Regions from separate parts of the Gossypium hirsutum genome. Here regions 1 and 3 are each linked to region 2. A link is a contact called in public Hi-C data. All regions are on one chromosome and are shown on one strand. The core of a region is the stretch at or near the end of the contact, and the rest is flanking DNA. Distances in the headings are between cores, read along the strand shown.

Evidence for each region. Hi-C and Micro-C count contacts between places; a contact is called where the count stands out from the background.
Region 1: a contact with region 2 is called in a Hi-C map of leaf, with 1.9 times the contacts expected there. The contact joins two enhancer-like sites. A contact is called at or near these places in 3 of 34 Hi-C or Micro-C datasets (callus and leaf).
Region 3: a Hi-C map of leaf shows a contact between it and region 2, with 2.2 times the contacts expected there. The contact joins the promoter of LOC107892258 here to the enhancer-like site in region 2. A contact is called at or near these places in 2 of 34 Hi-C or Micro-C datasets (anther and leaf).

The regions. Positions count from the first base shown.
Region 1 is chrA09:9,944,580-9,949,239 of Gossypium_hirsutum_v2.1, reverse strand. No RefSeq gene overlaps it. Among protein-coding and RNA genes, the nearest start is that of LOC107892121, 26 kb to the left of the region's middle. Within about 2 kb of position 2,724, at least 6 of the 9 cell types and tissues checked have an H3K27ac peak or open chromatin away from gene starts, as enhancers often do. A contact at or near this core is called in leaf, where this site is marked.
Region 2 is chrA09:10,310,557-10,314,906 of Gossypium_hirsutum_v2.1, reverse strand. No RefSeq gene overlaps it. Among protein-coding and RNA genes, the nearest start is that of LOC107892125, 5.6 kb to the left of the region's middle. Within about 2 kb of position 2,281, at least 9 of the 9 cell types and tissues checked have an H3K27ac peak or open chromatin away from gene starts, as enhancers often do. A contact at or near this core is called in leaf, where this site is marked.
Region 3 is chrA09:9,973,507-9,978,225 of Gossypium_hirsutum_v2.1, reverse strand. LOC107892258 (cyclin-dependent protein kinase inhibitor SMR6) reads right to left here and starts at 2,547. Exons shown (of 1, transcript XM_016817289.2): 1 at 1,682-2,547. The coding sequence starts at 2,260. The coding sequence ends at 1,934. It overlaps LOC107892121 (40S ribosomal protein S17), which reads right to left. Exons shown (of 1, transcript XM_016817118.2): 1 at 4,406-4,719. The coding sequence ends at 4,601.

The sequences.
Region 1 (4,660 bases), core at 1,475-3,974, 370 kb after region 2:
TTGGTCCTTCAGGATGACAGTTATTAGGTTCCATGAAGCAACATCGTGACAGCAGTCAATAGGCTCTATGGGGCGACACAGTGACGACAATAAGGTCTTTAGGGGTGACACCTCAAAAGAGGTCTAACGTGTAAGACCATAGCTCGACTATGGCAATGGGGTAGTCCGCCGGGATAGTAAACACTAGGTAGTCCACTGGGACAACAAATGCGGAGAAGTCTGTCAGGATGTAAAAACATGGGGAATCACATTTGGAAAGTTTGTGATAGTTTGTGATTCGGGAGAGAATTTGTCCAAGGCGGTAATGAGTGACGCCAAAGGTAAGTTTTAACCCAGTAAGTGTGAATAGAGGGATAGACTCATTTGGTAAGAAAGTCTACATAATGTACAACAAGACGGTTCTATCAGGGAAACTGTGGATCTACACGGTTTAAGCTGACACGGAACAGGTTGTAATAGAATACAGTAAAAAAATTGTGAATCAACATAAAGTTAGCCAAGAAGGTTGGGTAGGTTAATAAGAATTTTGTGGGAGGAAAGGACTGTTCAATGCTGACTAGCCAGTAAAGCCCGACGAAAGATAGTAGAAAATAGGGGTTCTTCAAAACCATTAAAAAATAGTATTGATCTTGTTGCTTCGTCTAAGGTAAATGTCGTATGCAATGAAGCAACTTAACGAATGTACGAAAAGGGCTAGTGCTATAAGAGCCACATTGTAGGCACTTTCCCCAATGGAAAAAAGAATGTATTCTGGTAAGGACTTGCGTTACAACAATATTGTGGGTAACGCGGAGTATCGCCAGTTGGAAAAATTGATTACAAGAATTAGTCACGTGTTTTGAAAATAAGAAGGGTGAAACCCTAACGTGAAATCATGATTTCAAGCTGATCAAGAATCTAGGTCCGCCAATAAATGGCTTAGAGCGCCTAAGTCATGGGTCTTGACAACTCGGTTCATGAAATCTCCAATTAAACCCAGGGAGTTTACTTTCGAACCAGAAAACTCAGTTCCATAGAAAATTTTTAAGGGAATTACATATAATTATACGTACAGATCTCATTACTTTCTTTCGAACTTATAAGAATTTATGCTTGAATGCTGGTTAACTAATTACCTGGACAAATCAAGAAGGACCAAGTCAGACTCTGACAAGTTAAGTAGTGCACAGTAGTTGTCCATTTATATAGAGGGGCACCCGTAGAGGCCTCGCCTCAGGGTATAAGTTGATTGTATATGTATTTGTTCTTTCATAAAGAAATTCTATACATTTGTTGGACATAAAGCTTTTAGGAGTCTATCACTAGCTATGTACAAGTTGTATTAGCAATTAGAATATAAAACCTACTTCGTTAATTATGTAATTAAATCAAAAATTGAAATTTTATTAAGTCATATGAGTTAGTGTAGCATCCAGTACTTGGACCCGACGATCCGGTTAAATAGTGGGTGTTACAAATTATTTCACGAAAAACAAAATTGACGACAACATTGCACTTTGTAAGAGGTTGGTAAATTGTTAAATTACTTGGAAACATTGAGGAAGGTGTTGTAATGACAATTGTGCTTTAGCACTTGGCCTAAATCTAAAGGTGCATCCATATCATTAACTTTTGATCGAGTCTAATTTTATATAGGTTATTGGTTATTAATTGTCATTGACTAAAAATGATCCTTATCCACTACATTAGTGAATCGAGTTATTGTTTCTTTTATTGCATTTTCATTCAATTTACCATTTATTGGTTTCTACTTGACTTTTACTTTATTGTCTTATACTAGTAACTTATTTAATTACTGAATCAAGAGAGTAGTTGAAGTCATTCGTACCATTTTTCTATACGTTCAATCCCCCAAATATTTCTTAATGGATTTATTTGGTTGTAATTATTATTTGAATGTGATATTATACTCTTGTAGTTAAAAGTAAATAATGAACATTATTTTGTGGCCCAACTAAATATTTATTTTTGAACTAATATTTTTATATGTAGACACCTAATTTTGTCTAGACAATCAATTTCGATTTTATTAAGTTTTGATTTTATTGAATTAGGTGTTATTTGTATTTTATTAAAGTTGAGATCGACCTTCTAATAATTTTGGAAGCGAATTAAATCTTATTTGATTTTGAGTTAAGATTAAAGGTTGAATCTTTAAGATATGTGCTAAACTTAATTTTTTTTCTCAATTAATAAAGTAAATTGGACTTTTGATAATTAAAATTTGGCCATTCATGGTTACTTTTAAGTTGGAATTTATTTTTAAAATCGATTTTTAAAAAATGTTTTAAATGGATATACATATCGAAAATTGATTGTAAGAAATAAAAATAAAAATAAACTCCTGAATTTTGAACACAAAGTTTTAAATCTAAAATTAGATTTCAATTTAATAACAGTGTGCTTCTAGTTTGGTTAGATTTCATTTTATGAGGTAGATTAGAAAGTATCTAAACCCTAAACCTTAAAATCCCATTATGTTATGATAAGATCATTTTGAGACCACCCCTTACTAAGGCTCGATTTTGACTGAAGCCCAAATAACTCATTGTCCATTTCATTTTTAGTCCAAATTTTTTAAAAATTAGTTATTTAGGCCCATTGAAAGCCCGTTTATTTTACCAATCCATTTTAATTTTAGTCTTGGTCCTAAGGCCCATTTGTCATCAAAGCTTACTACTAGGGTTTCTAGACCCTAGCCCCTCCATGCACCCCCACAAAGAAGGAAAAAAGAAGAGATTTTTTACAAATCAAATTTGGTAGTATAAACAGGTAGTACAATGGGTAAATTAGCACAATGACAAACAATTTTTTACAGCACAAATTTGAAGCAAAACAGATCAAATAATGTTAAATAAGACTAAAAAAAACCACACCTTTTTTTTTATCCTTTTTCATTTCATTTCCTTTTTATTCTTTTATTCTCGTCAAATCTAAAAATCAGATCTGAGAAATATTTTCAAAAACCATTTTCAAAACAAAAAAGAAGCCTTTTTGTACCGGCCACCGTGCTCGCCACCAGAGACCGCAGAAAGAAAAACAAAGAGGAAACCTTTCATTTGGATTTTATAGAGGCACGGAGGGGAAATTTCCAGATGAGCCTCTCCGTGTTTCAGAGTTTGCAAGCAGGGGTCGTTGCATGGTGAATTTGCAACATCAGTATTACAAGTATTATTATATTTAGATTTTAAGTTTGATTGGATTTTTTTAGATTAGATATGTTATTTTTTTATAATTATTTATTTAGATTTAAATATGATTTTTGCTTCTTAAGGTTGATACGAGGTTTACGTTTTAATTCTGATTAGATTATTTAAATTAGGTTAGATTTTCAAGTAGTTTTAAAATAGATTTTAAATTAAATTAGAATTAGGTTGGAGTCCGATTTGGAGTTTTCGATAAGAAATCTTAATTTCCGAACTTTGTAAGGCTATCTATGATAAGCATTGTGGTGAACTATTTTTCCTTGTTCAATCTTTTACAATTTCATGCTAGTGTTAATATTAAATGCATTTAGAATTATTTTGAGCTAGTGGAGAGATTGAATGAACATATATAATATGAGATAAAATAATATGTAATTAAGTAAATTAATTGTTGGGGATTGACCCGATTAAGCAACGAACAAGTAAAAATAGCGGAAAAAATTGAGAAATTGAACACACAAATTTAACGTGAAAAAACCCTCCAAAGAGAATAAAAAAACTATTGGCAAAGATAATTTTACTATAATGACAAAAGAACAAAGAGTACAAAAGATGGAGATAAAAAAAAACTAAACCTCGAAACCTGAAAACAAAGAACCTAATAAAACGTAAACACAGAATTCTCCAAAAGTGTTATAAGTTTTAATATTTAATGAGTATTTTTCTAAGGTTGTAAAAGAGCCTATTTTTAGGCTAAATTTGCAGGTCAAATAAATTATGTTAATAAATGTTAAATATATTATACTAATAAATACTAAATCTTTTAGAAAGAACATATATTTTGTTTAACTTAACTTGCAAGCAATCTCTTATTTTATTTAACAGGAATTTGGGTCACACAACTTTACCAATAAGTTTCGACTTTTTATCTATTAATTACATCATTATTAGTCATGGAGTCAGACCATTGAAAGTATTATGACTAGACTCTCACTTATTTACTATTATGAAAGGTAACAAATAAAGCTTTGTCTAATGACTTCATGTGTATGTTACTCTCACAAGGCGCTTGTGATCCCTTTAGGTTTTAGTTTGATCAATTTTTTTTAAAGCTTCATTATATTTTCCATGATGTAAATTATTAATAATTCATTGAATGATTTAAGTCACCATGAAATACCCCTGATCAAGTTCCATTTACATAAACTACATAATGACTTTAAGGGGATGCCATTGGCTCTGTATTCAAGCTATAATTCCACTATCTATAAGTGAAGCTATATCATGAATAAGTTGTATACCCAATGTACCAACCTTTTTGCCACTACTTCGAGTTGCATTAGTTATCAATACATCGAAGTATACAAGTTATACATAAATAGTCATTCACATACTTAGGATTAAGGTAAGAACACAAAGAATGTATCAAGAGACTTAATCTATAAATGATTTAAAATTAATTTATCTTGTGTTCAGCCCAATGTGTTGTTATTCTAGACTAACACATCCATGTC
Region 2 (4,350 bases), core at 1,032-3,531:
ACATTATATATATATTATTTTATTTTATATTTTATTTATATCTTAATACATATCATCATGTATGGTTTTAAAATTTTATAAACTACTATTAAACATTATTTTTTATATATATTATTAAATATTTTAAATTCATTTATCATTACATTATTTTATTATTTTTATGTTTTATATGTTATTTTATTAATATATATTATACTATTATGAAGTTTATAAATTATTATTAAGTATTATATTTATATGTACTAAGCATGTAGTATGTATATTATCATAAAGTTTTATTATTATTATACTACGTTTTAGTATTTATTAAACACTTTAAAAATTCCCCGTATTTGTTTATTGTACTAAATATGTGATTCTTTTTAAGTTTTATTTTCTTTATATATGTTCGTATGATACTAATATATTTGTGTTAACTGTTTTGATATAAATTCATTGCACGAGTCACTTGTTATCATTGATTTTATAAGTTTACATGAAAATTATTTATTTATGTAAGGTATATTGTCATGAAGTATGATTATATATTTTATCCTCATTGTTCATCATGTCGTATTCTTACATAAGATATTATTATCTTTGCCATTTTTGGCTTGCATGAAATAATAATGTATTTATTAATATTATTTGTGATTATATATGCATGAAATATCAAAGTATTATGTGACGTATGTCGTAATTATCATTTATTACATTACATTTGTATGAAATATTAAAATATGTAGCTTAATTAATCCAATATTGACCTTTTGTAATAGGTTAAATGCATCATTGTTTTTTTTTTTAAATTCCATTTAACTTAAAGGAATCTTAAAAAACAAGACAATGTCTTTTATATTTAAGAATTCAAGAAATAGTGCCCTAACATGCTAGGTTGCGATTTCCTGTTTGTCTAAATATCTCAAACATCCTTTTAAACGAGTTTTACAAATTATGAGATAATTTTAGTTACGAAAGCTTAAAAATATCGTGTCTAATCATGCTGAAAGTGATGTTTGTACTCTTTTAAAAAGAATGAATCTCGATTTTTTTACAGTTTTAAGGAAATCTTATTTCTAAATTCTTTCAAATTTCTGGCATTAAGACAAAATTATTTAATTTGGTACCAATTTTGGGCGTTACGAGGGTGCTAATCATTCCTCGTGCATAACCGACTCCCGAACCTATTTTCTCATAATTTAATAGACCAAAATGTTTTATAAAGTGATCCAATCACACCTAAAAAGGTTGGCGGCGACTCCCGTTTTTATTTTTCAAAAGTCGATTCCTATTTTTCAAACATCCATTTAAAAAATAGTTTCGACAATGGACATAGAAAACGGATATTTCCTAGTTAAATTTCAGAATAAACTAGACTATGAAAAAGTTCTTTCTGAAGGGCCGTGGATTATTTTTGGTCAGTACTTGACCGTTTAGCCTTGGACGTTGGCTTTCGACCCTGCCCAGGCCTACCCAAGCGTTGTCATGGAGTGGATCAGATTCCCTGCTCTTCCTAGCTATTTATACAATCGCATGGTCATTACAGAAATTGAGAAGTTGGTCGGGAAGGTGGTTAAACTTGATATGAATACTGACAATAGGGCACGGGTCGTTTTGCCAGATTGGCGGTTTATGTCAACCTTGACAATCCATTGATTTCTCATATTCTAATCAATGGACGATTGCAGAAGGTGGAGTATGAGTCCTTATCTACTATTTGGTTTCATTGTGGGAGATATGGTCATGTGGAAAACAATTGTTCCTTTAAAATTGCTGAATCAGTGGCTGAAGAGGACAATATGTCACCAGAAATGATATTGGAGAATTCAAATTTGGTTAGGGAAGAACCGGAGAAGAAAGACGAGAATTACGAGCCATGGATGATTGTGGAAAGGAAATCAAGGAGGAAAGTTAGGAATAACGGTCAGAAGGATGCTGGATTCCATGGGAAGGGTAAGGAAGTTTCCCGTTCTAATGGGTTAAGTAATAGGAAATTCGACAAAGAAATCATAGATGGAGATTCTACTGTTATTCGGAGTTCAAAAGGGAAAGAAATCATTAATGGGATTTCTATTGCTGTTCGAAATCAACATAATCATAAAATTGGGGCAAATTTTAATGGTCAGCCCAAACTAACGGGAACTAAGGTTAATACAGACAAATACGTAGAGGTGGGTTCTATTATTGGATCTGGGTTGCTCAATAAAAATAATAATGGGCCTGAAATAAGACCTAGTCTGGTCCAAGACAAATCTAAGGATCACTTGCTGCTTTCTAAAGGAATAGATACGGGCTTGGACATTGTTGATGTAGCGGCCCGTGATCACCTGGAACAGAACGGCCCGGCAGGAGTGGTCAAGTCAAGCCTCGCTGCTACTGGAAACTGCAGGCAAATTTTTACAGCGGGAGCAACAACCAGCGCCTTCTCCGTCGAGAATCCTTCTAAAGATGCAGGTGAATCCTCCTCTCTTCATCTTCCTACTGCCATTTTGAATGGAGGTGAACCTAAAGCAGTGGCAGTACCAGTGGCTCACCTTGATTGAGGAAGATATTCGGCAGTGACTTTTTTAGGGAATGAAAGTGAAATCAACCGGAGCAGTGCTCCTCCCACAAATAATTCCTTAGTCTTGGCTCAAGAGGGGTTTATCGGCTTGGGTAAAAAAGGCAAAACGAAGGGAACTAAAATCTTCACCAAACATAATAAGTTTTCTCACGGTAGCAACATTCGTTTCAAGAACTCCGGTTCTCAAAGGGTGTCGTTGAAAAAGTCCATGGAGCAGCTCGCGGTTAACATTGCTGCACTTTCGCATAAAAATTTAGACTCTGGAGGTTTAACCAGAACTGATAATAATTTGGGGGGTTTAAGCAATCTCGAACAGTAAAGGGTTTCTTGGGTTTTATTTAAGTTGTTTTTTGTGTGTTTTTTTTTTGGATTTATCTTTTGTTTTTAAATTTTCATATATTTTTAATTTTTATGGATTTAAATCTTAAAATTTTCTCATGGAATTGTCAAGAGTGTGTGAGCAGGAATTTCATTCGAGCTTTTCGGGAATATCAAGCCGAGCATAACCCAGATATAGTATGTTTGGTTGAACCTAGAGTGAGTGGTAAAAAAGCTAATCTTATTATTGAACAGTTGGGTTTTAATTTTTCTCATCGGGTGGAATCTATTGATTTTTCAGGTGGTATCTGGATTGTCTGGAAGGATTCGATTAAGATTCAAGTTGTTAGAAATCATCTGGAATTTATTTCTATAAGTGTTGATAATTTTATTCCTAATAAATCTTTCTTCATATCCTTTGTGTATGGTAGTCCGAACAGATTGAAACGAAAATCTCTTTGGGAAGGGCTTAAAGCTAATTCCCCTGATCAATCTTTTCCTTGGCTAATTATGGGTGATTTCAACGCTATCTCGTCATCTGAAGATAAAAGAAGTCCATATACTAGAGGTAAGAGATGTGATTATTTTGGAAATTTTATTGACTCTTGTGAATTGCAGGATTTATGGTTTTGTGGTCCCTCTTTCACCTGGCAACGAGGGGATACTTTTGTTAGATTAGATTGGGCCTTAGCTAATGATGAATGGATGGCATCGTTTCCTCAATGCTTAGTCTATCATCTCACCCGCATTAAGTCTGACCATTGACCCCTCTTATTGTCTACTAAACCTGATACGGATTCGGCTATTGGAAGACCCTTCAGATTCCTTCTAGGGTGGACGCTGCATAGCACTTTCCCACCTTTGTTAAAGAGAAGTGGAATTTCTCAGGTAATATGGCTGATTCTTTGTGTAATTTTACCTCTTCTATTAAAGTTTGGAATAGGAATGTGTACAGATTTTTGGGGACCCGTAAGTGGCATCTCAAGATGGATTTGTACAACATTTAGAAGGCCTTTGATCATTTCCCCTCTAGTTATATGGCAAAAAAAGAGATGGATGTTCGAGATGAGTTAGAAAATGTACTGGAACATGAGGATTTGCTTTGGAGGCAAAAAGCTCGCTGCAATTGGCTTCAATTGGGAGATCATAACACAAAGTTTTATCATAGTCGTACAATCAGAAGAAGGAAATTCAATCGTATTATTGCCTTACGTCTCGACAATGGGGAGTGGTGTTGTGATCAAGATACTTTACAATCGAAGACGGTAGAATTTTTTGAATGGCTTTATGGTGAGGCCCCTCCTGTATTGAGAAACAATTCTAATTTTGATTTTCCTAGCCTTACTTCTATGGAGCTGAATTTTTTGGAGGAGGCAGTCATAAATGAGGAAATCAAAAAAGCTTTATTCGATATGGCACCTCTGAAAGCGCCTGGTAGTGATGGTTTTCACGCACATTTCTTTCAAAGACAATGGAATATCCTTGAGGAG
Region 3 (4,719 bases), core at 1,298-3,797, 340 kb after region 2:
TTATAATCAGATAAAGCAGAAGCACTTAGCACCAACTTGGGGTTCGCCATTGTTAGGCGTCGGACAAATATGAATAATCTTATTATGTTGGTATATTTATATATAAATAAATATATAAATTGTGTTTAAGTTATTATTTATTTATATTTATATTATTATAAAAGTTTTGGTCCATGTTAGTGTTATAAGTTGAGTGACACTAATTTATTTAATGATATTATAATTTTTCTTTTTATTTTGAAAAATTATAAAAAAATAAAGAATAAATAATATTAGAAACTTTATCATACGCATATGCATGTGAAAATTACATATCATTAAATAAAACATGGATTGTGTTTCAAAATAACACAATAAATAATAAAATGTATGGTTTGAAACTAATTAATAATAAAACATGAAATATGTATGAAATTAAAATAAAAAATAGATTAAATAGTAAGTAAAATGAAATTTAAACATATGAATAAATCAGGCAACACAATATTCTAAGAAAAATAGTACATACTATCAAAATAAAGTTTTGATTAAGTGGTAAATTTAATATCTTATTAATCCAATTGGTGTGGTTTTAAATCTCACCATATACATATTTTTATTGATTTTTGTTAAAATAAAAATGCTAAAATACCCTCAAATAATATAACTTAGTTTAATTATGGGATGATATTTCTGTAATTTCCCTAACTGAATTAATGTTCAATTGACTCTTGATATCAACTCAACCAAAGATTTAAATACTAGTATAGATTAAACATAAAACTTAACATATGTTTAGTAACAATAATTTATCCATTTCACTCAACTTACTTAAGGTGGGTATGAATGGACGATGAGTACAGTGCAGTGCGTTTAACTTACTTATCTAATTTTATCATCACCGCTATTTTTATATTAACCGTAAGTAAAAAATCTGTCCATCCAAATTCATTCTTATTTTTATCGTTTCCACTTATTTTTCCTCATGTGAGAAGATTGATTATATAAATTCTAATATGTTAATAATCTGTATTATATAAATTAAACTTGTATCATGCTATATCGTTAATTATTATTACTTTTTTATATAATATGTAAACATAATGAAGAAATATTATGGGTCCAGTGAGTCCAGCGTCATTGATTTGCCCAGCCATGCAAAAGAAGGTTGCTTTACCATATTTTTATTGGGACAACTTTAAGACTGTGCATGAAAAAAGAAGAAACCCCTACTACTCTACACTCTACACGTGTGTATTTTTTGAGTGTAGAGTCACAAAAAAAGAGAGAGAAAGTTGAAAGAAAATTGGAATAAGTGCAAAGATTGATTGAAATAAAGATTCTTTCTCATTTTCTTTTAATATTGCCATTTTTATAATTTTTAAATTCAATTTATATGATTAAATCAGGTGGTCAGGTTCATTTTTTTGCAACCATGATGAAATACGTATGGCAATCATTTACTGAGCCTGCACTGACCAGTGAATGCAGCGAAGAATTTGATGGACCAAACACTTTAGATATGTCAAATTTTGAAGGCAAACTATGGTGTCACTTTGCTCAGTGGCCAACTAAAACTTTAAAATATCAAAAAAATTGTCATTTGAATATCACCCAACAATCTCATAGTTTTCAAGCACTACAACCAAGTTACAAAAACCATTCCATTACACTATCAACTAGCTTCTAATATTGCAATACCTAAAGCAAGAAACTTTTATATATATCATAGTCAAAATAAAAAACTTTGAGGTAAAATGAAGTAAACAAAGCTACACTACTCATTTCATGGAAATATTATATCTTTGTACACCTTGACCTCTTCTTCTCCACTATTTGTCTTTGGCTTAGAGTTAGAGGAGTGACTATTGAACCCAAAAAAAAAAGAAAAGAAGATAGCATAGGATCAGCTTCTAACCTAAAAAAAAACCCCCACTTCTTTTTAAGCATAAACTCAATTTGCTTTCTCAACATGGAGCTTGAACACTGATTCCAAATCAGGAGGGGTAAAGAACTCCCTAACCCCAGTGTAATGGCATCTCAATGGAGGCCTAGGCTTTCTTGGAGCTAAAGGGCATGCTAATTTGTCTGGTATTTTTGCTTCTTTTGAAGTTGGAGTTGTTGAACAAGCTTCCTCTTCTTCTGCTTCTTCGTTTTCTTTTGCTCTTGGTTTCGTGTTTATTGGCTTCAATGAAGTCCTTATAGCGATACCGGTGATTACCCATTTCTTCCCTTCATTGTCTAACACCCCATCTAGTTGTGGTTTTTTGGAGAGCCCCATTTTTTATCAGATAAAAACTAAAGGACCCAAGTTTGGAAATGGTTAGTTTTTGATGAAAATGGGCTAGAACAGAGCGAAAACAGAGTAATCCAAGTGAACGAGATAGCCAAAGTAAGGGGGGAAAAGGGTGGTTTGTTTGAATGAAATCAGCAAAAAGACTTGAGTTTTTTTTATCAAATGAAGAGAAGATGGAATAAAAGGAAAGGTTTTTTTTTTGGAGGGGGGGGATAATAGTGAAGAAAAGGAGAGGGTTTTGAATTGAGGGAGAAATGAAGAAAGAGATGTTTATAACTAAGCTTTTGATTTCTTAAAGGGAAGAGAGAAAGAAGGGTAGGCTGCCCGGGAATTTACGGGCAGGGGGAAGGGGGAATTTTTGTTTTTGGCGCCAAATTTTGGGTAGTCTAATGAGCAACGGCTCTTTTTCCCGCTGATATTTGGGAGAGTTTTCCGATTTTGCCCCTTTTTGTTTTCGACATTATATAATTGAATATTGATTTTCTAGGAAGTGATGCATTGTACCCAGTCAGAGGGCACAATCACCGGCGTAATGCCCAAAGGGGAACAATACGGCGACGTTACATATAAAAGTATGTATGAAATGGGCTGCTGGGCCTGACAAAGAGATTTTTTATATTAACCCATTTAGATAATAGGAATAGGATAAAAAGGGGGGAGGGGTGATGAAGCAAGAAATTATCGCTATTTTGCTGTAATCATGGATTTAAAAATTGACTGTTCATTGATACAAAAATCGATATAACAAATTTTTTTTGATTAATTCTAGATTTTTACCAAAATAATCCATTTTAAATATTTTATTTCAATTTCATCCTTGAATATAATATAGTAAAAAAAAGTCTAATATAATATAGTAAAAAAAATGTCTAATCTGTTTATTATCTTCCCGTAATGGGTTTAATTAATTGAAGCGCCAAACATGAGGGTTCAAGTTTTTTCAACCATGTCCATAATTTCTTTACAAGAAATAAAACCTTAAAAAGCCAGTCAATCAAACTATTTACTGCTCTCTCTCTTGATATTATATAATGTACAGACAGCTCTCCAGAATGAGATGGTTGCTCAAAATACAACTCTCTAGGATCCATGACAACCCACAATTGTTAGTGAAGAGGTAACACAGACCTTATTCTATGTGTCCAACTCCCATTTATTTAACAATTGTCAAGTTTTTCTATTATTTCTCATACCCATGGTAAGATCTACAACTTTAACAGTCGAAGCAACATAGATGTAACTATTGCCTAGAACGAAATGAAATAACTTCACCACCTAACCTTCCCAACCCAAAAAGAATCAGACTCAGATAACCCTAACCTCAAACAACCCAAAATGATCCGTACACAAACTGCAAGAGAAAAGAAAGAGAGAATCCAGGGGTTGAAATAACACAGGAACCTCCATTAGATGACTAAGCTAATCTATCATTGTCTGATCTACTCTAAAGAACCGCAAGAGATAAAATGCAAGTATTTGCAGGGAGAGAACAAACAAGAAATAAGGAAGAAGAAAATGCCGAAGCTCTACTACAAACAGTTACATGAATGCATTATAAGGTTGTGAACTTTCCAAGAATTCTAATCATAGATGTATACACAAAATTGAGTTCATTAACGACTTCTAAAGACACATTCCAGTTCAAAACTTCCAATGTTACAAACTCAACCACTAATTAAAATAAGTGATAAATCTGCAAGCAGATGTGACAAACCAAATGTTTTTTCAGTTTTTATTCATGTTCAAATCCAACCATGATCAGGGAATACAAAGATAAAAGAAAGATATGAGCCCAAGGATTATGCAAGTTGGCTTAATGAAAAACCCACCATTTCCATGGATGCCTTTCCCACAGCACAAAGAATACAACTTTAAAATTGAACCATACAATCTTTTAGTTTCTTGCTCACAATTGCCATTAAAAATTGCTGAACATGAACATGTGATTGAAAACAAAATAACCAGAATTGGGATTCTTTACCTCAACTTTTCACCTAATGAATAAAATCCCAAAATTGGAATCGAAAATGGGGCGTTATTCTCAAATTCACCATTTCAATCAATCAACATAATACCTCAGTATACAAAAATGAAATTCAAAGAAAAAATAAAATAAATGGCAATCAACAATCGCAGAAACTAAAAAGTTTCTCATTTTCAAATGCTTTTAAAAAGAAAGCGCACATCAAACTCAACAAATTCCAGTACCATTACATAAAAACTAATATTGTTCCAACAAGAACCACAAAATTTAAATACTACCCAAAAAATAAAACATAATGAACTTAAAATTAAGAACCCATCAAATAGACGGACCCTAACCAATTAAAACCTCCTTCCGGGTCCACCACCACGGCCGAACCCGATTTGAGGAATAACGGCGACTGGATCAACCTTAACAAGCCCCGGAATATCAGACATCCCAAGAACCGAAAGCATATCAA